4 separate regions of the Mus musculus genome follow, and regions 1, 2 and 3 are each linked to region 4. Evidence: chromatin contacts called from public promoter capture Hi-C data. All regions are on one chromosome and are shown on one strand. The core of a region is the stretch at or near the end of the contact, and the rest is flanking DNA. Distances in the headings are between cores, read along the strand shown.

What was found. Promoter capture Hi-C pulls out the DNA fragments that hold promoters and counts their contacts.
Region 1: a promoter capture Hi-C map of pre-B cells shows a contact between it and region 4, with 2.3 times the contacts expected there. The contact joins the promoter of Usp6nl here to the promoter of Taf3 in region 4. A contact is called at or near these places in 2 of 39 promoter capture datasets (cranial neural crest and pre-B cells) and 1 of 484 Hi-C or Micro-C datasets (embryonic stem cells).
Region 2: a contact with region 4 is called in a promoter capture Hi-C map of pre-B cells, with 2.7 times the contacts expected there. The contact joins the promoter of Nudt5 here to the promoter of Taf3 in region 4. A contact is called at or near these places in 2 of 39 promoter capture datasets (cranial neural crest and pre-B cells).
Region 3: a promoter capture Hi-C map of pre-B cells shows a contact between it and region 4, with 4 times the contacts expected there. The contact joins the promoter of Upf2 here to the promoter of Taf3 in region 4. A contact is called at or near these places in 4 of 39 promoter capture datasets (cranial neural crest, hippocampal neurons, pre-B cells and 1 more) and 1 of 484 Hi-C or Micro-C datasets (embryonic stem cells).

What each region holds. Positions count from the first base shown.
Region 1 is chr2:6,319,863-6,326,645 of GRCm38.p6, forward strand. Usp6nl (USP6 N-terminal like) reads left to right here and starts at 2,895. Exons shown (of 15, transcript NM_001080548.1): 1 at 2,895-3,092. A230108P19Rik (RIKEN cDNA A230108P19 gene) reads left to right here. Exons shown (of 7, transcript NR_040333.1): 7 at 110-1,749.
Region 2 is chr2:5,841,035-5,847,665 of GRCm38.p6, forward strand. It overlaps Nudt5 (nudix (nucleoside diphosphate linked moiety X)-type motif 5), which reads left to right and starts at 4,000. Exons shown (of 10, transcript NM_016918.3): 1 at 4,000-4,351. Cdc123 (cell division cycle 123) reads right to left here and starts at 4,143. Exons shown (of 13, transcript NM_133837.5): 1 at 3,801-4,143; 2 at 919-990. The coding sequence starts at 3,874.
Region 3 is chr2:5,949,509-5,955,971 of GRCm38.p6, forward strand. It overlaps Upf2 (UPF2 regulator of nonsense transcripts homolog (yeast)), which reads left to right and starts at 1,961. Exons shown (of 22, transcript NM_001081132.1): 1 at 1,961-2,045.
Region 4 is chr2:10,045,590-10,052,511 of GRCm38.p6, forward strand. Taf3 (TATA-box binding protein associated factor 3) reads right to left here and starts at 3,020. Exons shown (of 7, transcript NM_027748.3): 1 at 2,646-3,020. The coding sequence starts at 2,811.

The DNA.
Region 1 (6,783 bases), core at 1,645-4,144, 3.7 Mb before region 4:
AACGTTTTACATATTGGGTATTGATACAAATTGGGTACTGATACACCTTTGTATCCTTTGGTCCTTCCTTTCCCTTTCTCTCCTCCTCATTCTTTCTATATTTATTCAGAGGAAGCTCACTCTGGCCAGAGAGCAAAGTGGACCAAAGAACAGAACAGGATGGAAGACAAACAAGTCCCAAACCTCATGGCTTGTATGTTTCTAACATAGGGGCACTTCCCAAGTCCCCCAAAACAGCAATAAGTAAGATCACCCCAGATTGTTGTAACAAACTGTTTGTAACATATGTGGAATTCTACTGTTTGTGATCCTTCTTCTGGTCTGCCATCAATACTTTCTCTTTTAATCTGAAGGACTTTATTAAGGAAAAACTATGAGCCATGTGGATGTGGCTGATTTCATTGACATGTGGTCCATGGATATCCACTGATATGCTTGCTTTCTTTTTATCATGATGAGTTATATACAGTGATATTGGAACTGACTTTTTGAGTCAACAAAACACTCCTAGGGAATTTCAGAAATGACTGTAGTGGGTAAGATGAATCACATGAGGCTTTCCAGAGTCTCCACGGCACAACCCACTTTGCTACTCCCCAAACCTGAATGGACTGCATAGCCATCGATCCACATTGCAAGGTCTCAGTTTACAGGAGACTCTAGGAACAGCGCCTTTGATCTGCAGTTTTGAAGATGAAAGCTAAGGATGCATGGTTTACTTTTGAAAATTTCCCCATGTTCTATATTTTCATGTTCTCACCGCAAATTATACTCTTAACCCTAGTTATTATGGAGTCTTGTGGGAAACTTAAACATGTACTTTTACCTTTGGCAATATTCTGTAAGTATTGTCATGAGTATAACATAACTTTTAAAAACGAAATGCAAACATCACTCTTCCTGTTATGTGATCGGAAAGTTCTAAATGGCTGGCATTTGCAGAATATTCTCATTGGAGATACAAACTGTTTATTCCCCCTTTCATTTTCTCTGGGATTTTGACAGTGAACTTTCCCCCCAGTTGAAGGGGGAATCACATGTATGATATCTATCGTATGTTAGAGGGAATAGGATCACAAGGCGGACATAACTTAAATATGCATTTTTTTTTTTAGGACAGCGGTTGCTAAACGACTACCCCAAGACTCAAGTGTTCCTATTTGTGTAGGTTTTCAGTGAAATTCAGCTACCCTCATTCTTGAATATATTTCTGAATAATAGTACAGACTGCTAAGTCTGAAGTTGGGCCGACAGTGCTGACAGTTAAGTCTAGAATATAGTATTACACTAATATAAACTTCACACACACATCTGAAACTTCTCCTTCAGTTTGTGAAGCAAGCTGTGTCCAGCATTGCCCCTCCAACTCATTGATATTTTTGTATTTGTGGTAAAATTTCTGGATGAATTCTCTTGAGCCTCTGTGGGGTTCCCAAGGTATCCGGAGAGACGGTAACTCAAACGTTATACTTTAATTCAGTAAGTGTCTTTTGGAGGACTTCTGCAATCTTCAAAGCACAATGTAAGTACATGCGTATGTGCATGTGTTGTCATCAAAGACTTGGAAGCTGTAGGCATTGTCACAAATGGAGAGCTCTTTGGTGACTTGCTAATTTTGGAATTCTATTCCTTATATTTGAGTGTTGAAAAAATTCCCATGACCATCCAACTTTTGACCTGATTTTCACCAAACCAACTGTGCCATTTGTACATACCAGAATAAACAAATCAATAAACAAAACAAAACCCAAAGTAGTGTTTCCAAACCTGGTTTAAATGGAGACCTGAATGAAGGGATGCGCGCGCGCCTGTCTGTCTGTCTGTCCAAAAGGCCCTGGGTTTCACTGGTTAATCAGCATTTGAGAGTCAGAAGTGGCCTCAGAGGCCATCTAAGACCCAAGGAGTCACAGGTGTTAAAGTCTGCAAGCCCAGGAAGGGCCAGGACTCTGCCTCTCCTCAATTCCTCAAGGAACACAGTTTGCAGTGAGTGTCAGGTTTCACCAGCCTGGGAAAGAGTAAACGCAGTGCACAGTTGCCAGCTATAGTAATTCTAGTTCCTGGAAACAAGGACAGAAGCCTTTTAGCTACTCGCACACCCAAACCTTTGCTGCTTCTAGTGAATAAATCATTTAACCGTCAGCAAATTACAGTGTTGGGAAGTTTACATCATCCCCTTTTTACATCAGTTCTTAATGGAAGACCGTGGGGATTAAAACTCTTGACACAGAAAAAGCTGACCTAAAGAAAGATGGGCCAGGGAATGAACACTGTTTAGGCAGCAAAAGGCTTGCACACAGTAGCCTACTTAAAGTTGTGCTGATCTGAACTCTTGGCATAAATGCCTGGAAATTGACTGTGTGACCTTGTGTCAGTAACAGAGCCACTCTGTTGACAGATTCACTGTGCACACACTACCAAGCATTTGTTTGCGCGGGGAACAACTCCACGAAGCAGGTACAGTTTCCCTCTCACTTCACGGGTGAGGATACCGAGTCCAAGAAAAACCCAAGTGCAGTAGGCAACGTCTGAAGGCTGGCGAGCGGACGGGCCTCATCCGCGAAAGGCGCCGTGCTCTGCCGGCTGCCCTCAGGTGTCAGACACAGCACTGGTCCCAGCCCGTGAGTAGCTCTGGAGCGATCGCTGGGCGCCGCCGGGTCGGCGGACCCCCTCTTCATGCAGAGGGGCTCGGGCCGTCGGCCTCCGCCCGCAGCCCATCGAGCGCGCGCCCGGCGGGAGCGCGGGAACAGCGCACGTGCCGCCGGGAAGGCAGGGGCTGTCCGCCCGCGCCAAGATGGCGGCGGCCGCGGCCGCAACGGCGACTGTTGGCGGCCGGTGAGGCGGGCGGGGCCGGCGGCGCGGAGGCGGGGTCCCGGGAGAGCCGCCCTGGGGAAGGCGGGGGCCGTTTCCATAGCGGCGGCGGCTGGAGGTGTCGCGCCGGGGAACTTCCTGGTTCCCGGGCTCGGCTTTGCCGGGAGCCTCCTGGAAGGGAAACAATGGGGCGGAGGGCACTGCGGTAGCCGCCGCCGCCGCCGCGCCGGACCTCTCGGCCTCCCGCGACTGGCCGCCGCCGCCGCCGCCGGGACCGCTTGGAGGTAACTTCCTTTTCTCTTCAGCCGCTGCTACAGGGGCTGGCGGGGTCTAAAGGCGAGGGGGCCAGGTCGGAACTGGCTCCGGGCAGCCGGTCGCCGCCATTCCCGGCCCCGGGCAGAGGGCACGCTGCGGCGGCGCGGCCTGGCCCGAGCCGGCTCCCGTGGACCCCGCGCGCCGTGTTGCTCGCGCGTGGGGGTGGTGGTCTGCGGTGTGATTGACAGGCGGGCGGGCGCGCGCGCGGGAGCGGCCGGGCGGGGGGCCGAGAGGGCTCGGCGCTGCGTGCAGACCCCCGGGGAGGCGGAACGCTCCGGCCGCCTTCCTCCCCCACCCCGCGTGCAAGTTTCGGTCCCCGGGGAGACGTGTCTCCCTTGCAAGTTTCAGTTGCGTCCTGCGGGAGCGCGAGTGGGCAGGACCCAGGCAAACTTCGTTCGCTGAGACGATTGCCTGGGATGCCGCAAGAACTTTGGAGCAGCCCCGGGGAGGATGGGCGGGCGGGAGGGAGCTGGAAATCCGTGCGCCCCGGCAAAGTTTTGCTGGCTAGTTTGGGGCTCCGGGAGCGCGGCGTTTCTATAGGGGATGAGCACGGTGGCTCGCAGGTGTTTTAATGCAGAGAATGAGAGAAGTCTTACTCCATGGTGGGACGTTCATATATGTTGAGCATCGAGATCTCTGGGCTCTTCTTTAGGCACACTCCGTATAATCGACAGATACTTTTTTTTTTTTTAAAGATTTATTTATTTTATCTATATGCGTACACTGTAGCTGTACGGATGGTTGTGAGCCACCAATGTGGTTGTTGGAATTTGAACTCAGGACCTCCGGAAGAGCAGTCAGTGCTCTTAACCGCCCAGCCATTTCTCCAGCTATCCACAGATATTTTGAATTTTATTTTTAAAATTAGCGTACAAGGTGTTAGCTAACATCACGGCATTTTCGAATAAAGCTGCGTTAGTAGATTCTTCTGTTCACTCATTCCTCCTACCCCAGATGCTTTTTAAGGAGACTAATATGCGTTGTGCCTTATGGAAAGGCTCGGTGAATTGGGGCAGTACTGCGACACGAATGGAAAAAGTTGTAGGGACAGTGTTCAAAGTATTCTTGCTGGAACAGTTTAGTCGTGGATCCTTCCTTCCTTCTTTCCTTCCTTCCTTCCTTCCTTCCTTCCTTCCTTCCTTCCTTCCCTTCTTCCATTCCTATGTAATTAGATCTATGAGACAAGTTGTTTCATAGCTCAGAAAAGTTTCGCGGTACGGTTGATTGAGATGACTCGTGACCAATTCCCTCCCATACTGAATCTCTGGAAGTTTTCTCGGTGGTGGTGGGAACTAGGGCAGAGTTTTAAATTATTTCCCCTTTCTTTAACTCACCTTAATAATCAGTAAACTGGCATTTAAACAATGACTCACTGCTTTTCTCACCAAGACCCCACAATTAACAAAATATTTCCTAGTTTGTCATAATTTTATAGGTGAAATTGTAAGCATGCTGTCTCGTTCACTCCTTAGTTTGTACTCTCTCCAGGCCATTATGCTGTAAATCAAAATGGAAAAGGAAATTATACTAATAACAGTATTAATTAACTTGTGCGGGGGGGGGGGGTCGGGACGACGACGACACAGAGCCCTAATTGCAAGGACAGGTGCCCTCAGTTGAAGAATCAGGGCACTCCCACAAAGGTATTGAAGAAACATCCTTTGTCTGACTTTAGAGTGTGGTCCTGAGCCCTAGTGCTGTTCGCCACTTTTTAAATCAGACTACTGCTCTAGGTTGGGCTTGGTTCTGGTGAGTATAATCCATCAGTACCCTTTTGCCTTAAATATATATATTTTAAAAGATTTTTTTATTTTATGTGTATGAATGTTGCCTGCATTTTTGCGTATGCACCACACATGTGCTTGTTGCTCTCAAGAGGTCAGAAGAGGATGTCAGATCTCCAGGAACTAGAGTTCTGAATGGTTGTGGGCCATCATGTATTAGCAGCAAGTGTGCCTAACCACTGAGCCATCTCTCCAGCCCTCCATTACTCCCTCTCAGGGTGTTTTGTGGTGCAGGTAACCCTTAGCAAGGACAACTGGTCTGGTTAAACAAGTACCTGAGGAGAAGTGGCAGACGTGGTGTTGGGTGTATAGTGACTGATCATCTTCATGCATTGAGTGGGAACCAGCAGATCCAGTCTGGGGCTCCAGGGCCTAGCTTTGTTCTGTAGTGTATTGGCCTAGCTTTGCCATCATGACGAATTATTGTTACATTTTGTAGCCAGGAAATGATTTTGGTTGAAAAATTGAGGAATGTTAAGGAAGTCAAAGAATTTAGAATACTAAAACTTTGAGAGTTGCTACTTCAGGTATCGAGGAGGAGACATTTTCTGGCTCTGAGTTTAATTCTACTTTAACCATCCTTGTTTTGTAACCAGTGCAATTCAGACTAATTACCACAGACTTACAGTTTGCCCCTTCAGTGTAATTTGTGAGAAGCATTTTCCATTTACAGATGTGATCTAATTATACAGTAGAGAATAATTTTCTCCTCTAAAAGGTTTCTACCATCTTTTGCAGTTAACCTAAGAATCACAATTTGAAGAGAGTCTGGCCTGTAGCATCCTTCCACATAGTGGACAGGGATTAGAGAGTGTGGGGATTAGAGACACAGAGACCATTCCTGGCTGGCTAGTATCTATAGGAACTCTCGTTGCATGACTTCATTCTTCAAAGCTTATTGTTTCATGAAATTAGGATATTTGAGGGTGAGAGGGAAAGTGTGTACACAGTACAGACTGAGGGAGACTGAGGTGGAGGTCATAGGAGAGTGGTCCCTGCACAGCCTCTGTGCTGCTGTCACTGCTTAAAGAGAAGCTCCTGAACCAGTCCCTCATCGTCTGCCTCAGAGTCATCCCAGAGAGTGAGTCACGCTTGATCCTCACGGCCACACAGACATGGAAGAGACTGTCCACTGCACTGTCTGCTTTTAGAACTCTTGGGTTACTGTTAGTTTCTATGGCTGTTAAACTTGGACTAAATGCTAAATAAAATATCCTTTAGTTTTTTTGTTTTTTGTTTTCAGAACAAAGATTGTAAGGATCATTGTTGATTGAGTGTGTTTCTTTTTCCCTTGTTGGCTTAGACTACCTTATTTAATTAAACATACTCACTCTTCACAAAGCTTTAGGAGCTGTCTACCCTAAGAGAAAATGTCTAGTAAGTATTGGGGTTGTCTCATTTGCTTGTAGCAAGATCAAGATCGACTTGGGAATTTTGTGTCTCCCTAAGTGGTTTTGGCTCTACAGAGATGATTTTGTTATCTTGTGACAGAAGCACACCTTGCACCTGTGTCATTGTGACAGGAGTGTAGCAGAGGTTACATGTCCCGTCCCGTCCCGTCCTCCCCCCCCCCCCCCCCCCGGAAGTTTTCTTCCACTGTATCAACAAGTGAATTGAAAAAAAAAAAAAAAAAGAAATGTTGAAGTGCTGTGGTAGACTGTCATTTAAAAACGGCTCAGTATATTAATTTTACACTAGCTATGTTACTAGGGATGGCAAATCTGCGTTTCAGCACAGTGGGAGTGCAGGGTTCTTGCACCCATGCTCCCTGGGAACTACTGGGCTGTTCACTTTGTTGGCTTTCTGGCAGGTTAATTTATCAGTGTATATGGAGTAAGATAAGACAAGGTGAAGTGAAAATCACAAAAGAAAAAAA
Region 2 (6,631 bases), core at 2,750-5,249, 4.2 Mb before region 4:
TGGTGCTGCTTGCCTGGAAGCCTCAGCGCTCAGAACAACGACAAGGTGTCCCAAGGCTGGAGGCCAACCTGGAAGACACAGCAAACTTCAGGCCAGTATGGGAGGGTGCCAGAACTCTGTCTCAAAAGATAAACAAGGGGCCAAGGAGGTAGCTCAGGGGTAAAAGTACTTGTCGTGCAACCATGAGGACCAAAGCATGAATCTCTAGGACGTGCCTACGTGTTGATTCTGAGATAGACTCCCACTATGAAGTTCAAGCTAGCCTGGAATTTGCTGTGTAGACTAGGCTGGCCTTGAACTCCCAGAGATCCATCTGCCTCTGCCCCCATAGTGAAGAGGACGGTGCGTCCAGGCTAACACAGCGCCCTCTTCACTATGCGAACATGCTGAGATGTAACCAGTACTGCTTCTTTATGATTATAAAGCATGGTTTTCTGGCCTAGAAAGGACGCCATCGAAGAGAACTCTTTTTAAAAAGCGTAAGAAGGATGCTAAGCGTTGCTCTCCACAACTGATGGTCCCTGGGTCGTGGGGAGGTGGGAGGGGACTCAGTTCTATTTAACTGATGGTCCCTGGGTCGTGGGGAGGTGGGAGGGGAGGACTCAGTTCTATTTAACTGATGGTTCCTGGGTTGTGGGGAGGTGGGAGGGGGGACTCAGTTCTATTTAACTGATGGTTCCTGGGTCGTGTGGAGGTGGGAGGGGAGGACTCAGTTCTATTTAACTGATGGTTCCTGGGTCGTGGGGAGGTGGGAGGGGGGACTCAGTTCTATTTAAGGGGTTCCAGTGCTTACCTAGATAGCACAACCTGGACGTTTTTTCTTGAGGGAGGTCACAGGGGTGGGGAGGCTGACACAGAAGAGAACCAATATAAACATTAGGTTGGAAAGAGAAGAGAGCTGTTTTCTCAATACTTTACCTTCCTGAGACCACCAGAGTCCCATCATCAAGTAGATAGTCTTTCACATTCTGAGGAAGCGGGAGGATGACACTGGGGAAAAAATACAGCAAAAAGGCATCATTTAGAAGGACCAGCCATAGCGGGGAGAAAAGCCTCCCAACGGCCATTTTATAGTCACTGTAAAGATAAAAAAGCATTTACATTATTTTAATTTTAACATGGAACAGAGAAGTACAACCAGGAACCATATACTATGAGTACACAATGCAGCTTACACCACAATAGTTCTTAGATTAAATAAGAAAGCAAAAGACTGTTGGGCAGTGGTGGCGCACGCCTTTAGTCCTAGCACTTGGGAAGCAGAGGCAGGCATATTTCTGAGTGAGTTCCAGGACAGCCAGGACTATACAGAGAAACCCTGTCTTGAAGGAGAAGGAGAGGAGGACGAGGAGGAGGAAGAGAAGGAGAAGGAGGGAGGAGGGAGAGAAGGAGAAAGAGAAGGAGAAGAAGAAGGAGAAGAAGGAGGAAGAAAGAAGAAGAAAGAAAAAAGAAAGAAAGAAGAAGAAAGGAGGAAGGAAGAAAGAAAGAAAGAAAGAAAGAAAGAAAGAAAGAAAGAAAAAATAAAAGACTAGCCAAATCCAGACAACCAGACAGAAATCAGAGTGGCGAGAATAAGTGTGTGAATGAGTGTCTGCGGAATGCTCACTTCTCAATGGGACAGCTACATCAACCTCACACCAAGGCTCAGGAAACATTGCTAACCAGTGGGTAGAGGCCAGAGGACGGACAATGTGAGCTGTTGTCTTCTAGACCTGATGTGGCGGGGCACTCACCTGCTCTGGTTACCGGCTAAAGATCAGGCCAGGTAGAGTTCCAGGACAAACAGGGAGAAACTTTCAACCCTACTCCTAGCTGATAGCTACTGACAATTGCCTGCTGTGGGAAGCAGAGTCATTTTTCTTTGGTGCTGAGGACACTAGAAGATTTCCCAGGCTCAGTGGATGCCCCCCCACACACACACACAGACACACAGGCATCACTAAGTTGGGAGGTGGACCCTGTTACTTAGACCTGAGAGAAGTGGAAGGGGGTAACAGGGAGTAAACAGGGTCAAAATACATTGTATGCATATATAGAATTCTGGAAGAACAAAGAAAAATTATTTTCTAAAATGAATTTGCATAATCAGCTCTGAACCAAAAGTCATAAAAATAAAATACTAATGCTACAGCAGTAGCCAGAATGTATATCTTGAGCACTGAAACAAACAACTGAAGCAGGCTGCCATATGACTCCACATGATTTGTCTGGAATGTAGGAGGGCTGTCCTGCACAGAATAAATGCTTTCATGGGGGATAGGTAAGATGGCTTAGCAGTGGGTAAAGGTACCAGCCATCAAATCTGACAGCTTGAGGTTCAATCCCCAGGACTCATGTGGTAGAGGAGAAAACAAACTCCTGCAAGTTATCCTGTAACTTCCATATGCCCAATATGGACACATGGGCACGTGTGTACACATATGTAGTCACAGACTTGTCTAGGGATGCCAGAAAATCCCAGTTATTGGTTGACTTCCTTCTCGTTACCATCCTCATATCCACCTATATGTGGCATACATTTTAAGTGTACTAAAATAATTCACTTTGGGGCTGGTGAGATGGCTCAGTGGGTAAGAGCACCCGACTGCTCTTCCGAAGGTCCAGAGTTCGAATCCCAGCAACCACATGGTGGCTCACAACCATCCGTAACAAGATCTGACTCCCTCTTCTGGTGTGTCTGAAGACAGCTACAGTGTACTTACATATAATAATAAAATAAATAAAATTAAAAAAAAAAAAATTCACTTTAATGAGGCTTTATTAAATCCAAAAGGTAACAGGCAACATTTTTCATGTGTTTACTATGTGCTACAAAAGAGTGGCAACATTTTAAGTATTTTTTTTCTTTTGCAATTCTCATGACAATCCTATTATGTTTCTAAGTTTTCAAATGTGGTTTAGAGAGATTAAGTAATTTGCTGAAGATGCTGATAGAACCAGAATTCAAAGCCAGACAGAGGGTTCTGACTCTACAATCTAATTCTTGGGGGCAGGATTTTGTTTTTTGTGGTTTTGTTTTGTTTTGTTTTTGGATGCACCAATTCACCGTGGGCATTCTGCAAACCTGGACAGATTCCTTGTTCCAGGCCAGAGAACTAGAGAATAGGATCCCACCTTCTCAGCCAGGCGGTGGTGGCTCACGCCTTTAATCCCAGCACTTGGGAGGCAGAGGCAGGTGGATTTCTGAGTTCGAGGCCAGCCTGGTCTACAAAGTGAGTTCCAGGACAGCAAGGGCTACACAGAGAAACCCTGTCTCAAAAATCAAAAAAAAAAAAAAAAAAAAAAAAAAAACCCAAAACCAAAAACCAAACGATCCCACTTTCTCTCCAGATGGGTTGCTTCTTCTCAGAACACTGGATCGTCAGTAGCAATGCAACCTATACACACTACCAAACTGGAGCTTCATCCAGACTTGGAGGTACCGTCTGTATCACTGTTCTCATTGTACAATGATGGAACGCAACTCTCACCAGAGGGGGTTGTCGGTCAGCAGCAGGCAAAGTCTCCAGTTTTGTTTTGTTTATTGCCTTGCGCTTCTGACAATTCCCAAAGTATCTATTTCAATCTACCCTACCGAGGACCCCCACCGCCTCCCTACCTCCCTCGACTCGCTCTTTGATTCCGAACAGGACGCACGGCAAACACTGATCTACTTGTTAATCTTGCTCCGTCAAAGCCAATAGAAAATCCGCAGCTCGACACAGTCGCTCCCACTGAGTAGAAGGCCTGCGGATTTTGTTTAGTTTTCTGAAGGGATGGGATTTACCCAAACCCCCCGGTTTGACTCCGGGATAGGTTACCTCTTGATGGTAAGGCTTCGGAAAAGTGGGTACCACGCGGAGAACTGACAGTGACTAACATGCTCCTTCTTCATTCTCCAGCTGCCGCGTCAATAGCCGCCTTTCCCTCTCCCGCCAGCCCTCTCCCGGAACCCTGCGCAGCACTTCCGGAAGTGCCGACCGAGCCGTCTTAAAGAAAGGACTCTTCCGGTCCGTAAAAGTCCGCTGGCGCTAGACTCTAGAGCCATGGTAGACTGTATGCTTAGCGTGCCCACACAGACGCGCAAGACACACAGAGATCTGAGTCCGCAGAGAAGAGGCACGAAAGCGTAGATTTTTAGGAAGCTTACATCTCCGCTTTCGTCTGTATGCACCTCGACCCGGAAGGTAATCATCTGAAGCTAGCTGAGCTTCTACGGGTGCCTGGAGGAGGACGTGTGCACATCCTCCTTGCACCACGAGAGGCGCCGGTGTCTCTAGCGGTGGCGCCTGATTCTACGGAGACTGCAGCTTCTGCCTGATCCTTTTTCCTTTCCTCCTCAATCCCTTCCACATCCCACAGTTTAGTGTAGGTAAGTGGGCGCGAGCCAACCTCGGTACTAAGTGTCCTTGGAGAGGGGAAGGGAAAAAAGGGCGCGAGCACAACCGATGGTGCCCAGAGTACAGCCCGCCGCGCGCGCGTGTCTCCGCGTCTGCGCCTGAGCGCGAGACGAGAACCCGGGATCCAGGCGGACCAGCCTGGGCTACGAGAGGAACCTGGGAACAGCACAGTAAATGTTGGAACACATCAGTTGAGGCATCTACAAGAAGGATGGCCCCTTCTCATTCCGGAAAGTAGATTTTAGAGACACAGGGAAGAAGTCCCGCATGCACGATTCTGGGGAGGAGGGTGGTATTTTACGATCCTGAAGATGAAAGAAGCGATGTTCGTCTGAGAAATCAAGAAAAAGGGGAAAGTTGTGTCTTTTAAGCTTAAAGTTTAGTCCAATTCCGAAAAAGTTACCAGTGTGGAAAAAGCACATATTTTTATCAATGTCTCTGCAATGATGAAATCGTAAAAGGTTGGAAGAGTTTGTATACGACAACTTGTGATATCATTTTTCTCCCTACTCCTTTTTCCATCTATCATCCTACAAAGTTCAGTTTCTTTTTAAAAAAAAAAAAAAAAAAGGAAAAAAATCACCAGCTGCAAGAGACAGGCCTTTCAAACCCTCTGGTGCTTCCTGTAATGTAGAAGCCTTGGGCATGTTCCAAGCACGTATTTGTCCAGAAGCACCACATTTCTGATACTCACCCTCACAGAAAAATAAATTGCATTTTCCACAGCGCATCTAAGCAGTTTAAATTAGAGAGAGAGGAAAAACCCCAGCCACTGTTGACCTCTTTAGAAAGGTATTTGTTAGAACTGATGAACAGAATCCTCTGTATTTTGAATTAGAATTCGTGCTCGCGCGTGCACACACACACAGGAGAGGTATACATTGTTTGAAATGTTACAGGTAAAGTGGTTGGAAGCATTGCTTAAAGAATACCTTCCAAAATCAAGATCAATGGTTTATAATGTTGCAGTGTATAATGATGTGTTGTGGATAGCAGAGCTTCTTATTTAAGAATGGTGGTATCCAGAATTAATCAATCCTGGGTTTTGTTGCTTGTTTGTTGTTTTGATACATAGTCTCTCTCTACATACTCCTGTCTGGCCTGGAACTCTTTGGTTCTCAATGTGTGGGTCACGACCCTCTCACAGGTCCTATATCAGATGCTCTATAGACCAGATATTCACATGACAATTCATGACACCAAATTACAGTTGCAAAGTTGCAACGAAATGATTTTATAGTTGGGGGAGGGGGTCACCACAACATGAGGAACTGTATTAAAGGATGGACACTTTAAGAAGGTTGAGGACCACTGCTCTGCATAGACCAAGCTGGCCTCAAACTCATAAAGATCCACTTGCCTCAGTCTCTTCAGTGCTAGGATCAAGGTCTGGCTAGTCCTCTGTGATGTGAGGAAAAGCAGCAATAATCCATATCTTCCCTTTTCATTTTCTGGAGAATGGTGCTGCTTCTCAGAGACAGAGAGCATATGTGAGAGGCCACAAAAACTTGTTTTATTTGACCTACCGAGTTGCAGGGGGAGGGGGAATGTGAGCAGAGGTTGGGAATGCATTTGGGTAAAGTACTTTTTGTTGTAGATAGGAATGTTATCCATCTGGGTGGAGCAGTACTGCCCAGCAAACCTTTGGGCATAGAAACTGAAGCAGTTATTTGTAGAGAACCTGCTAAGTTTGTAAACTTTAGGAAGAGGGCAGGGAAGGAAATGGAGCGGTCTTGTATATTCTGTCTTTTCAGTATCTGTTTTTACTGCTGCAGTAGGTACTGCTACAGACTCAGCCAACTTTCAATAAATTGACACCACAAACAAAGGATCTTCAAGTGTTTGGAACAGTAGAGCTCATTTCTTACTATGTTTTAACCACCATGTTTGTCTTCATGTAGCCTTGCTGGGGTTTTTGTATTTTTCAGTTTTCATCCATGACAGTCTTTAAATACAATGGTGGAAAAAAATCATATTATCAAATATTTAAAAACTTTAATTTACTATTAGTGTGTGCCAGTGCAGGTGGGTATGTACCACAAGTATATGGATATCAAAGGACAACTTTTCAGTTTGAGGGACTGAGTTCTTCCTATGTAGGACCCTGGGATTTCATGGAGGACTCAAGCTTGCTCTCAGGCACGTTGACCTGCTGAGCTATCCCACCAGCCCCTTGGGACTTTTTTTTTTTAATGTCAGTACTCAAATGGTTACAGCCAGGGTGACCTACTGAATAATTCCAAAATGGAAAA
Region 3 (6,463 bases), core at 711-3,210, 4.1 Mb before region 4:
AGCCCCCAGTTTTTCTCAGTTTTTAAGTGGGGTCCTGAGTTAGAGCCCAGGGCTTCATGCAAGATAAGGCAATGCTGTAAACTACATTCTAGATCCAGGAAATAAATACTTTCTTGTTCTGAGATAGGATTTTGCTGTGTGCTAGGATGGCCTCTAATTTGTAGCAATCCTCTTGTGCTGAATTACAGATGTGAACCACCACACCACCAGATCTGGAGCAGGGTAAGACAGACAAAATAAGAAAAGGAGACCTGCGACTTGGAAGTGGTCCTCAGTTGTGTGTTATAGAAAAAGCTTCTCGGGCTGTAGAGATGGCTCAGTGGTTAAGAGCACTGACTGCTCTTCCAGAGGTCCTGAGTTCAAATCCCAGCAACCACATGGTGGCTCACAACCATCCGTAATGAGATCTGACACCCTCTTCTGGTGCATCTGAAGACAGCTACAGTGTACTTAGGTATAATAATAAATAAATATTAAAAAATAAAAAAAGCCGGGCGTGGTGGCGCACGCCTTTAATCCCAGTACTCCGGAGGCAGAGGCAGGCGGATTTCTGAGTTTGAGGCCAGCCTGGTCTACAAAGTGAGTTCCAGGATAGCCAGGGCTACACAGAGAAACTCTGTCTCGAAAAACAAAAAACAAAAAGCTTCTCATAATTACTTATCAATGGCATAGAGTGGCAGCATTCACCTCTCCCTCCTTCGGTGCCCTTTACGTGATTGACCTATTGGTTGTTTTGAACAAGAAAAAATTAACCCAGGAGGTGCACAATTTGAAAGAGAATTTACTTGCTAATAATGAAGTGGGCAGGGAGAAAGCAAATGGGCAAAGGCTGAATAAAAAGGGGGCAAAGACATCTCAAGCACTAAGGTTGGTAGCAGATCATTGTACGGGCTTGAACACTGATGAATCCAGACTTGTTTTGCACCTTTGTTCCTTTGGCTATGGGCCAACCAGAGCAGAACCATATGTACATCTAAGCAGACCACAATCTGAACACGAATCGGAGGTCAGAAGCACATTATATCCACTTGGGAAAACAGGTTGAGCAGCTGATAATGCACTTCACAGTCAATTTGGTTCAAGTTCGTAACCCCATCCCTTTAAAAACGGGGCGATTTCATTCCACTGTGAAAGTTATAATACTTACAATAGAGGGCTTTCTATATTTTCCAAATGGGAAAAGCCTTGATTGCTCTCTATTTTAGCTGTTTTTCATGTCCAACACCTTAAACCGGTTCTGGAAATTCCCCCACCAGTCTACTCTACCTCTACCTTCCTCAACAGCCATGTTCTTTAGCTTTTCGATTTTTTAAACCTTCAACCTTTCGGTATTAGTCCAATCAAAGTTTGCCTTCTTGAACCCGTTCCTCACGTTCGCATCAGGCAACCTTCGGAGAACTAAGTTACCAACCTTGACCTCGACAGCGCCCCGTAATTCTACTATCCCACCACTCTTCTATGCCTCCTTAGAGTTCCGCCCCGTCTCATTCTCGCTCCCCCCACCCCCGCCCCCAGCCGTGAATCGCTTGCGCCTGCGCATCTCCAATTCAGGCGCTTTCCCTTTCCTGACGACCAATCCACTTCCCGCCTCCGGTCCTTGGAACACTCCTCCCCTCTGCTGGGGCCCTGATTGGAGGTGCTGGAAGCGGTTGTCCTATTCATTGCCTGTACATAAAAATTTACAGATAGGAGAATTTCAACGAATATCTGAAGGAGAAGCACATCCTCGAGATTAGGTATAGATTGATCACTTCTTAACCCAGACGAGGGATTGAACACATAGCGAGGGACCGGAGACGAAGGTCCATTTGGACTAGGCAGTCGTGCGGGCAGCCTTTTCCTTTTCCCTCTGCGCTCCGCCCCGCCCCCCTAGCAGCCCGGCCGCGTTGGTGAGTGGCGGGCGGGCGGGCCGACGGGCGGAGGGAGGAGGGGAGCGGAGGGAAGGCGGGCCCTCGTCTGCGAGAGCGGCGGGGGGAGGGGAGGGGAGCCCGAGCGCTGGAGTTGGTGCTGGGAAACCCGGGGCTAATGTTGACAACAGGCACTAGGTGAGTTCCGGGGATCCTCCTTCCCCCTCCACTCCGACGATAGGGACGAGCTGGTGCGGAGGGCTACCGGTCCGGACTCCTGCTCCCCGAGGGACCCGAGAGGCGACTCCGCACTCCAGCTCTCCGGGGGCGGCGAGCAGTGGAGGGACGAGCGGATCGGACGTCGTCCTCCTCAGACCCCTCTCCCGGAGGCTCCGGTCAATGTGGGGGGGATGTCTCGGCCCGGCCGAGGCCGGCGTGAGGGGCGATAGAAGAGGTGTCTGCCCCGCATGCCTGGGCCCAGCGTCGGGGCTGGAGGCGGAGGAGCCTGCCGTGGAGGGGGAAGGTGTTCGGGGGCGTGGAAGAGTGCGAGGAGAGGCTTGGGGCGAGCTCGGCGGTCCGGAGGGAAGCGTGGACGAGGGAGCGGGGAAGATGTGGAGTAGGCAGTCGAGCTGGAGAGGCTGCAGTCTGAGGGAGTGTGGGATGAGAAGTTAGGCTTGGGGCTTAGATGTCCCCACGGAATAGGAGTTGTGGACGGGAAGTGTGTCAATGGTGGGACCCTGAGACCCAGCGGGGGTTTGTGGGAGATTTGTGGGTGATGCGTGTGCAGGGGAAGAGGCTTGGAGCGGACCTGCGGATGGGGGGCAACGGGGCTGTTCGGGTTTACTTCCTTTTAATCAGGTAGGATGGTTGACTGTTCGACTCGAACTCAAGGCTTTCATTACTTCCCTTACAAGCAAGTACTGTTGAACTAAAGAGAAGCCTAGCAGAGGCTGCTTACAGGTTTGGGGGTACGCATGGAAGCGAATAGCCTTGCTCTTAGAAAACCTTAAATGTACCGATTGACACATTAGATGAAAATAAGACTGTTACTGACCCTTCTCATTTGTCATAGTTTTTAGGGGTTCATAAAAGTCGTACAGATCGTCAGGAAAGCCACTTTTGAGCTGTGGTGAAATCTCTGAAAAAATTTGAATAAGTCTCGTACATATATAAGGATTTTGTAAAAGAATAAACTCAGAAACCGGAAGATATCTCTGTGCTGTTCTACCTTTAGAACATTTTGAGTTCAAAACACAGACTTGAAAGGTAAACCAGCATTCTCTTACTCTGTAGTGTTTTCAGAGCAGTCTGATTGTGATTTCATACATAGACCATATGGTACTTAGCAAACTTATAGCTGTATTAGGGGACACCTCCGTTCTCTGTCCTCTCTCCAGGACACTGCATTAGAGTCTGTCTTACTAGTAAAACAGTTTTTACTTTCTTTTGGAAGTTTAGAATGTACTTAGAAAGGCAACTAAAATAATACAGACCAAGTGCCGGGAGCGGTATTTTGGGAGCTAGAAAGGTGGTTTTCAATCATACTTTCCTTTTAAGGGCTGTCTGAGTACTTAGCAGAGTAGTTTGTAAAAGTTGATTCTATTTCAATTTCAAGACCACTAATTTTTATATTCACTTCTTTAATATAATATTACATGGGAAATTTGGAGACACTCTAGGTGAATTATTTAGCTGTTATTAAATAAGAATCTAGTGCTTTTATTAGATTTAATTTATTGAATTTAAATTGACAGATTACAAGTGTATTGTCATTGGATTTGTGTTTCTTTTCTCTTCTCTTCTCTTCTCTTCTCTTCTCTTCTCTTCTCTTCTTTCTTTCTTTGTTTTTTGAGACAGGGTTTCTCTGTCTAGCCCTGGCTGTCCTGGAACTCACTCTGTAGACCAGGCTGGCCTCGAACTCAGAAATCCGCCTGCCTCTGCCTCCCAAGTGCCGGGATTAAAGGCATGCGCTACCACTGCCCAGTTTTGTGTTTGTTTGCTAGTGTACTTGGTTTACACAGTCCTGTGAGTGTGAACATAGTGGAAACGAGCCCTGGGTAGCTACGGAAGCACTTGGGTAGTGTTGGGCAGCTTGTATTGTCTAACACTCAGCGTAACCCTGAAGCTTGGAGGGTAGAGCCCCATAGTCTGTTTAATCCTAAAGATCACTCATCTAGTAATGGCCTTTTCAGCGTCAGGCCTGAAAGAGAGCTGTCATTTAGTGTCTTTCTTTCTTTCTTTTTTTCCTTTTGTTTTGTTTTTCGAGACAGGGTTTCTCTGTGTAGTCCTGGCTGTCCTGGAACTCACTCTGTACACCAGGCTGGCCTCGAACTCAGAAATCCTCCTGTCTCTGCCTACCAAGTGCTGGGATTAAAGGTGTGTGCCATCACTACCCAGCATTTAGTGTCTCTCTTTATGGTGGCTACTGTGCTATAGGTTAGTAATTCTTTAAGATGGGCAGCAACAGCTTCATTTTATTGGCAAATAATTAAAATAAACAGAAGTTAAGTTGCCTGATTTCCATAGCTAGTAAGATACAAAGCTGGGACGCAGACTTAAGGCTGACTTGAACACCTGTTCTGTTTGCTCAAGTGGTATTCCTGCCTGGACTTTAGTTATAAGTTTGTTAGCTGAAATTTGGTTCTGATACCAAGACTTGCAGATCTTTTTGGGAATCTGTTTTACCATCTTCAGAAACAGGATTTGTCTTAATTTGTCACTGACTGTTACTGTTTATTAGTGTGGTAGTTATTTACATAAACTAAAAAGTGAATATTGGTGAGTCGTGAAAGTTTGGGACCCTGATGAGCTTATAAATGATGATCATTCATGGATTTGTCAGATAAAGAGTGAGTTGATTCTATGGAAGAATTTTAGTTTTGTAAGGAACACTTTAGTTATAAATTCTGATGTCATTTTTGTTGTCTGAGAATTGTATGTTCTTATAATCTTGAAATATCTTGTTACTTCAAATCACAAAATTCAAATTCCATAAATTTTTGTTGCATATAATGATTAATACCCTTAAATAAGATTGTGCTGTTACCTTAAACATTACATTGTCTCCGTACGTTCAGCCAGAGTGTGCCAGTAAGTTAACGTTATGTTGCAAGTGCTTAGCCATTATCAGAGCTTCCCGCTGAGATTCATAATTCTATGATTTGTCATAGTCGGGTGTCTGTGATCAAGTCTTCCATCACATAGTTTGGTACTCTGAGGGTTCTTAACTTGGCTGAAGACTGTGAATTCACATTCCAGTTCTATCATCAGCTGTGGGGACCCTGGTCAAGTTACTTGGTTAAGTCTCACTTTACTCATTTATAAATAGGGAAAATAATACCCTCCTCATAAAAATTTTAGGATTACATGAGATAATGTACATAAAATGTTTAGTATGGCTCCTGTGACTAGATACTGGTATTATACTGTTTGAAGGTTTGTTTTAGAGAGTGGTATTTTCACATTAAAGGTGGACATATACTGGAGAAAAAGAAGGTAAATAAGAAGGGAGGCTGAAGGAAGGTAAAGGCTGACAACTAGGCTGTCTGTGTACCTTCAGAATTCTCCTGGTCTAGGCTGTCTTTCTGATAATATTTAACTCTAAAGTAATAAATTCCTTATTTATTTATACTTTATTTATTATTGCAAAGGCTTTAGCTATTAACCTGGGATTTCTTGCTATAAATTTAAATGCCATACTTGAAAATATTTAAGAATACTTGTATATCCTTAACTTTTACTAAGACACCAAGAAGTTTAAATACTTTTATACTTTGTAAATAATATTGTGAATTTTCTTGTATGTAACTTGCAGATAATTTAGAAGTTAAAACGTAAAAGTAGTGCCCCAAAAAATTGTGTGAGATAACTAGCTCTAGGGTAGAGAAATATATTTTCTGAGAAGTTACTACATTTTAGTGAGATATACAGGTTTTTTCTTTCAGTATCTGTAGTTTCCAGTTAAGGATGTGTTTGTTTAGCGCTGTCCAAATAGCACTTTCTGTGATGGTGGAAATGTTTGGTATCTGCACTGCCTTGCTTGGAAGCCACTGGTCGTGGGAAGTTGAACACTTGAAATATGGTGGTCCTGAGCAGCTGAGTTACAGGTTTTATTTAAGCTGCATTCATGGATAAGTGGCTTAGTGCAGCAGTTTCTCAGCCAGTGGTGCTTCTGTTCCTCAGAAGCATCTATTGCTGTCTGGAGTAATCTGTTGTCATTGACTACACAGGAAGCACAGACGTGCTTAGCTGCTGCAGGTATATAGGACAGCCTTTTGATTCCACAAAGAATGAATTATCTCGTAGGCTGGTAAACATGTGGGCAAAAAGCCCGAGTTTCATTTCTAGCACTGCTAAACAAACAAAAACACCCCAGAAAACACCAGACTTACTCAAAATGATAATAGTGCTGAGGTTTGGAAACTCGTGGCCTACTGGCCACCCTACTGACTGATACAGAACAGAACATACAGGTCTTATTAATCATTATGTTTATAAATATTGTCTTGTACTAATGAGATTGAAGGCCTGCTCTAATTTGAGAGAGTACATTTTTTTATTTTAAAAGTTTGTTAAGAGCCAGGTGGTGGTGGTGCACGTCTTTGATCCCAGCACTT
Region 4 (6,922 bases), core at 1,770-4,269:
TTTTCATATTCTACTACAGTACTAATGTGCTAACAGACTGGAGAACCCTAACTGTATTTGTATCACACTATGGTGGAGCTAAACCAGTATATACACTCAGGAAACTGTTAGCTAGAAAATGAATGGATAGCCTGCAACCTTGCACTCTAAAACCATCTGTTTAATAAGTAAGCATTTTTAACAAGTCACCAAATCCAAATGGGAAATAATGAATCTTCGAATCATATTCTCATTAAAAAAAAGAGCGAAAAGGAAGAGAAGAAAACTGACTAGAAAAAGATGGGTAATTATAAAAAGTTTCATACTGGACAGTGGCAGCACGTATCTTTAATCCCAGCATTCAGGAGGCAGAGACAAGCAGATCTCTGTGAATTCAAGGACAGCCTGGTCTACAGAGAGAGTTACAGGACAGCCTGGGATATGAAAAAACCACCACCAAAAAAAACAAAAAACAAAAACCAACCAACCAAACAAACAAACAAACAAAAAAAACCCCAAAACTCTGTCTCAAAAAAACAAAAGAAAAGGCCAGGGAATGGAGGGGAAAGGGTTCATGATAAATGTGATGGCCCACACCTTTAATCCCAGCACTCATGAGGCAGAGGCAGGCGTCTGGTCTACATACTGAGCTCTAGGATAACCAGGGCTATGAAGAGAGACCATGTCTCAAACATAAACATAAAATAAAATGGGGGGCGGGGGGAGGAGGGAAGAGAGGAGAGAGAGGGGAATGAAGAGGTTCTCAGTAAAGCACAATGAGTTCTTGGACACTTTGGAATGCTTGAATCCATGAACTACCTGGCATGGAAGGTAACTATGTATTCAGGGGATATTTTCAGAACCCAAAAGGTATACATCTGCCTTTAGTTCAGGAACTAGGTAACAAAATATAATCTATCTTAAACATAATAGTAACAATATACTGAAGGTCAATGGAGAAGGGGCTTGAAGGTAAGGAAGCAACAGCTAGACGATCATTCTACCACCACACACGTTAAATCAAGCACTCAAAAAGATGTGCATTTTAGGAATTCATTCACTAAGTCTTTTGTGGACTACCCATTAATTTACTAGCCAACTGTTTCCTATTTGGAACAACCCTAGGGTGACACAAATCAGGATGCTCCAATCAGTTAGCACAGTAGGTACTAGAGTAATACAAATACAATCAAGGGTGCTCCAATCAGCACATTAGGTACTTACGCAGAATATGAATATAATCAATTTATCTTCTGGGTCAGGGTACACATATACACAAACAATTACAAAATAAGATAAATAGGATCTGATTTGTTGGGGTTTCATTATTTTGTTAGGAATGGCATTTGGAGTCTTGAAGGTATGGCGAATCTATAGGCCCTCACTTTAAAAGTAGGAACCACTGTAGCAGAACAAATTACTCTATAAAACACTTCATTTAGTTATCCAACTTGCCACCTTAAACGTCATATCTTGGAATTTAAATGAACGTTATAATCCCCGCCCCCCCCCACACACACACACACTCATACATCAGTAAAAATCACACATCTATAAAATGATCTGTACCTTCTACAAATCATTAAATACCACCGGGTAAAGACACTACTGGGCATTCACTTAAAAGTCAATACACTGTCCCCAGATTCTATGTCTCAAGTTCCTCCCGTGGGGCTGGCTTCTAGTTGTGGGGACATCCCATAAGTAGTTTCAAGAGGGAAACTGGGTATTACTTGGCCACCAGGATTCAGCCCTAGTTTCAACTGCAGTCCTCCATGTGGGACCGTCCCCACTCTCCTAGAACACACCTGAAAGGGCTGGAGCCCTGAAGAGGGGCAACACGGAGGACTGTGCTATCTTTACTCACTCCCAAAACATACACAGGAGCCTTTAATCTCATTAAAGAGACATGAACCAGAAAAAAAAAAGTTAATACATACTGCGACACTGAGTACCCGGAAAACCTCCCAAATTACCGAGTGATGCTTCCCATCACACTTAGATCAACACTAACAGAAGAGCATAGAGGAAGGACGCCGTGCGTAACTGAGATGCTTATTGAAAGGTATTCAGCGAAATCGACAAAACCTGCCTTGAAAAGTAGTAGGCGAAGTCTGTGAAACGAACAGATAGAGAGGGGAGAAAAAAAAAAAAAAAAGGCAGCGACCCTGACTGAGCGGAGCTGTCAACGAGTCTATTTGGGAGCTCAGGAATGGCCAGCCTTGTAAGAAACGGCCGGTAGACGGAGCGCCTGTGACAACTAGTTGTAGTAGTTTGCGAGCAAGGGAGGCAAAAGACCAAGGTGAGCGAGGTGGAGAGCATTCTGGGGGTGGCTCTGGCCGCAGCCGACCCGAGACAATGAGAGAGACCGAAGCACTGGTCCAGGAGCAGCATCGGTGAGAGGGTGTGTGGCTGCGAGCCGGGACCCCGCTTCCCTGCCGGTGGCGGGAAGTTAGCGGATGAGGAAGAGGCACCTAAGGGATGACTGGAGTTCGCAGGAGACGGTGGAAGCCCCCCAGACGGTCGGAGTCTGAGAGGATCCCCATGTCGAAGCCGGCTTCGGAACGCCACCCCTGCAGGGGATGCCCAAAGGGGTCCGGAGGGGCAAAGGTGTCACTCGTGACCGGCTTGGGGCAGCCCTCCCGCAACCCAGCCCCAGTACTCACAGAGTTCAGAGTACCGATGGCAGCCCCGGCCCAGCTGCTGCAGATAGCGCTGCAGGACGTCGGTGAGGAGGTGGCAGGCGCTGAGCTGCACCGAGTCCCAGCCCAGCGCCTGGCAGATCTGCGCCACCGAGACCCTCAACAACGACCTAGAGTAACTCTCGCACATCCCGCTGCGTGGACGCCACCGCAGCCCTTCGCTGCCACTGCTCTCCAGCCCTGCCGCCTCGCCTCAGCAGAGCCCCCGATTCATTCTCTGGGGGCCCCGCGGCGGGGAAATCGTCCCCCCTCCGACCCGGAGCGACCACCTCAAAGCCTCAGCAGCACGGAGCGCGCCAGCCTGAGAGCCGCCATTTTGGACTCGCTCCGCCTCCCGCTGGACGGCCGCCGGGGCGAGGCAGTACGAGCAGAAGGCCGAGAGATAGGCGGCCCAGGCTCCGCCCAGTGGGAGGAGAGCGATCGTCTCGGGATCGACTCTAGAGCCTGGACGCCGGCCGGAAGCCGAGTGACTGGGCGCAGGTGGAGTCTGCGCCTCCCTGACAACAGGTGCCGGTGTCTTTCTCTCCCCGCTGATGGAAAAGTAAGAGGTGACCCTCGGTGTGTTCAGGGGCAAACCAGGGAGGCAGTGGAATGTTAAGGACTTAACATCGATAATGTTGATAGAGATTCAAGTGTGAAACTAGAGAATTGGGAATATAAGCTACTCCGCAGAACGCGGATTCGATTGTTTTCCTTTACTTAAATCTAAAAAAGTAAAAACGAAATTAAAAGATGAAAGATAGTATTCAGAATGAAATAGTGGCCACTTGGGAGGTTTGAGTGAAATCCAAGATGTTCACTCAGGAGGCTGAGGCAATCATAAGCTAGAGGCCAACTAGAGTCACCGAAAAACCGAAAAAGACTCCGGCTCTAAAAAAAACAATCAGAGCTAATAAACTCATGTTGTTCATTGTGTCGTTCAATGCTCTTCATAATATGGCTGGTTTTAAGGAAAAATGCCTACGTGTTCAATTAGTGGGAACTGCCCCCCTCTTCCCCAGTAGTGAGCAAGATATTATTTTAGTGCAGTTTATAGCTAGTTCTAGTTTGCGTCTTACTAGTCACAATACGTAGTCTATCCAAGACGTGGAGAATGCAGTTCCCTACAGAGGTCGAATACTCTGTAAATCCTTGAGACTGGTTTTGTCCAGAGAATGCTTGCTTGCCTTTCCCAGGGCTTCTTCCAGCCCTAGTTGCATTTTGCCTGACGGTAACAGAAACTGTGATGAGATGATAAATAGGTTTGGTTGAAATAGTGGGTTGTCCCGTCCGTCCATCCCGTCGTCCGCCCCCGCCCGCCCCCCCCCCCCCGTGAGTCTCAATCTTGTTATGTTGCAACATCTGCCCTTAGACTTTTGGGACTGAAGTGAGCCTCCACAGTAACTGGCACTTTGGGCAACTGCTGGTAGACCCTGATTAATAATCCCAGTGCTGGGCAGGCAGAGGGAGGCAGATACCTGAGTTCAAGGCCAGCCTGGTCTACAGAGCTAGTTACAGAACAGGAAAAAAAGTTTCAAATTAAAGCCAAACCAATCCCAGTGACTACTGAGTTAAACCAAACCTACTTCGGCTATATTTAACTACTCCATTTCTTAGTTGTGCCTGCCATATCTACCATTGACTATTCAGTATATAAGTTTATGTGCCCTCTCCAATAAATTGTTTCTAGGCAGCTGTGATGGCTAGTCTCAGTTGTCAACTTTAGTACATCTGGAATCAACTAAACCCCAAATGACTGGGCACACTTGCGAGAGATTTCTTTTCTTAATTAAATCTCTTGTAGTGGAAAGACACACTTCTAGTCTGGGTCTTTGACGTGGGACTATCCATCTTTAATCTGGCCCACATCTTCTGCTGGCAGCTTATATAAAACACATAAAAGAAGGAAGCTTGCTTTCTCTTCGCCTGCTTGCCTTCACTCCAGCTCACAAGTGCATTCTGTCACGGGAAGTAGAGGCTACTTCTTTGGGATTCCAGAGTATACTGAAGATCAGCTGAGACATCTAGCCTCTTGGACTAAACAACTTCTGAATTCTTGGACCTTGTTTGTAGGCAGCCATTGTTGGGTTAACTGGACCATAGCCTATAAGTCATTGTAATAAATCCCCTTCTTAAAGTCTTGAGAGCCCAATAAATCTGAAACCATGTTAGTTTTGACAAATGGCAGTCTGGAGAGAAGCATCGACACTCAGTCCATTGGGAGTTCTGTGCCCAAGTGTCAGGAGCCTGTTTGATGCAAAATCACAAGGATACTTTTCATCTCGTCTCGGGCCTTAATTGAACATTTTTAATTTTTTTGTTGTTTTTTTCCAGACAGTGTTTCTGTGGAGCTCTGGCTGTCCTAGAACTCTAGAGCAGGCAGGCCTCAAACTCAAATATCTGCCTCCTTCTGCCTCCCAAGTTCTGAGACTAAAGGTGTGTGTCACTGTGCCTAGCTCATTTTTAGAACTGTTTCATAACATTGAACATTTCCTTAATTTGAAACTCATACCTTGGATTCCCTTCCCCTACTACCTCTTTATTTGCCTGAGTGTAGTGGAAAAAATTCAAAACTACAGAAAAGCTGAAACAAACAAGATTCATGGATTATTAACATTTTGCCACATTTACTATATATGGAAATATTTTAATTAACTTATACTCACCTTTTCCAAGAACAGCTTGAAAATAAGCTGCAAACCTCATGCCACTTAAGTCTGAAAAGCTGAGCATTTATCCTCCGAAACCAGCACCGTTCCCTGTGTAACCATATGTATGACCATATGGCCACGACTCTGGTTTCCCAGGAAGCTAAGTGTGGGATGGAGGGAACTCTACAGCAGGTTTATCTGGGAGCACTCTTGGGACACCAAATGTGGGAGGGAAGGAGTGGGAGCCAGGCAGATACACTGTCAAGGAAGGCCTCAGCCAATCTCAGGGTGCTTGCTGAAACTCTTGGACCTTTAACATTGCCAAATTCATAGGTGATTTGTGTAGACTTTGCAGGAAAGGGTGTGTGAACTTAGGCCAATGTACTGTTTACAGCTGAGTCAGTTCCATGGAAGGCTTAAGTCCTTGAGAGCTGAGGAGCTCGGTACTATCCTATTAATATTCAGCATACGTCTTCTGTTTCTCCTTTGCTCTCTTTCTTGGTGTAAATCTGAAGAACAGCTCTTTCAGAGGTGGTGGGGGTTCTCCTCTGAGAACATCATTAAAAAGGAAAACCAGGAACTGTTACCACTCTCCCTACTGCGGATGGGCCCCGTGTCTATTTCCAGTGGCTTGCTCAGACCTTGTGTGTAAGGGAGGGCTCTGAGTCCTAGGCTTCCATATCCTTTCTAGATTGTGGCTGCTGACCTTGTCAATTCACCCTCAAAATTGAACAAAAGTACCCAAACAGACCACCAATATGGCAGATAGTGCCCATTACCCATTGGGATAACAGCTCAGTCTTCTCCTATGAGGATCGGCTGCCTAGATGGACCTCTCTGCTGATATCTTGTGGCTGAAGTACTAAGGTAACACCTGAAGCCTTGTCCATTCCAGCAGGACTTTTACTGTCTCCTTTGGTAAAACTCGCCCATTTTGGAGATGAGACCCATAAGCCTCAAGAACTCTGGGTTGCAGGAATTGGAACAATTACCTAAGTAAGTCCCTGGGAGTGATGGCAAGTGGAGAATCTTCAGTCTCTAGTCCATGTTATCTCCCTGTTGAGAACCCCGCTCCAAAGAAAAGCCATTGAGTAAAGTCTGTACCGCATCCTCAGAGATTGTACCCCATCCCCACAAAGTATTTCCTATAAGCTTGTGCTTAGCAGTGCCTACAAAGGCCAAAACATCAGCCTGGCAGCACAACAGCTTCAAATGGTATAGGGCAGTAACAGTGGACTTCATATCTGGTGCCTTTCCCAAACACCCACTTGTGAAATAGGCCCTTGAGAATTGTTGCAGCATGATGTTGGACACACTTGTGTTTTGGATGAGAATGACCTCCAGGGGGTCATATATTTGAATAATTGGTCCCCAGTTGGAACTGTTCTGGAAAAATTAGGAGGTGTGGCATTGTTGGAGAAGATATGTCACTGGGGTGGGCTTTAAGATTTCAAAAGCCCATGCTATTCCCAGTTAGCCTTCTCTCTTTCTTCCTCAAGCTTTCAGATCAGATGTAAGCTCTTGGCTACTGCTGCAGTGCCTGCCTGTCCCCTTTATTTCTGGTCTTCATAGATTCTAACCCTCTGTAACTGTGAATCCCCAAATCAAGCA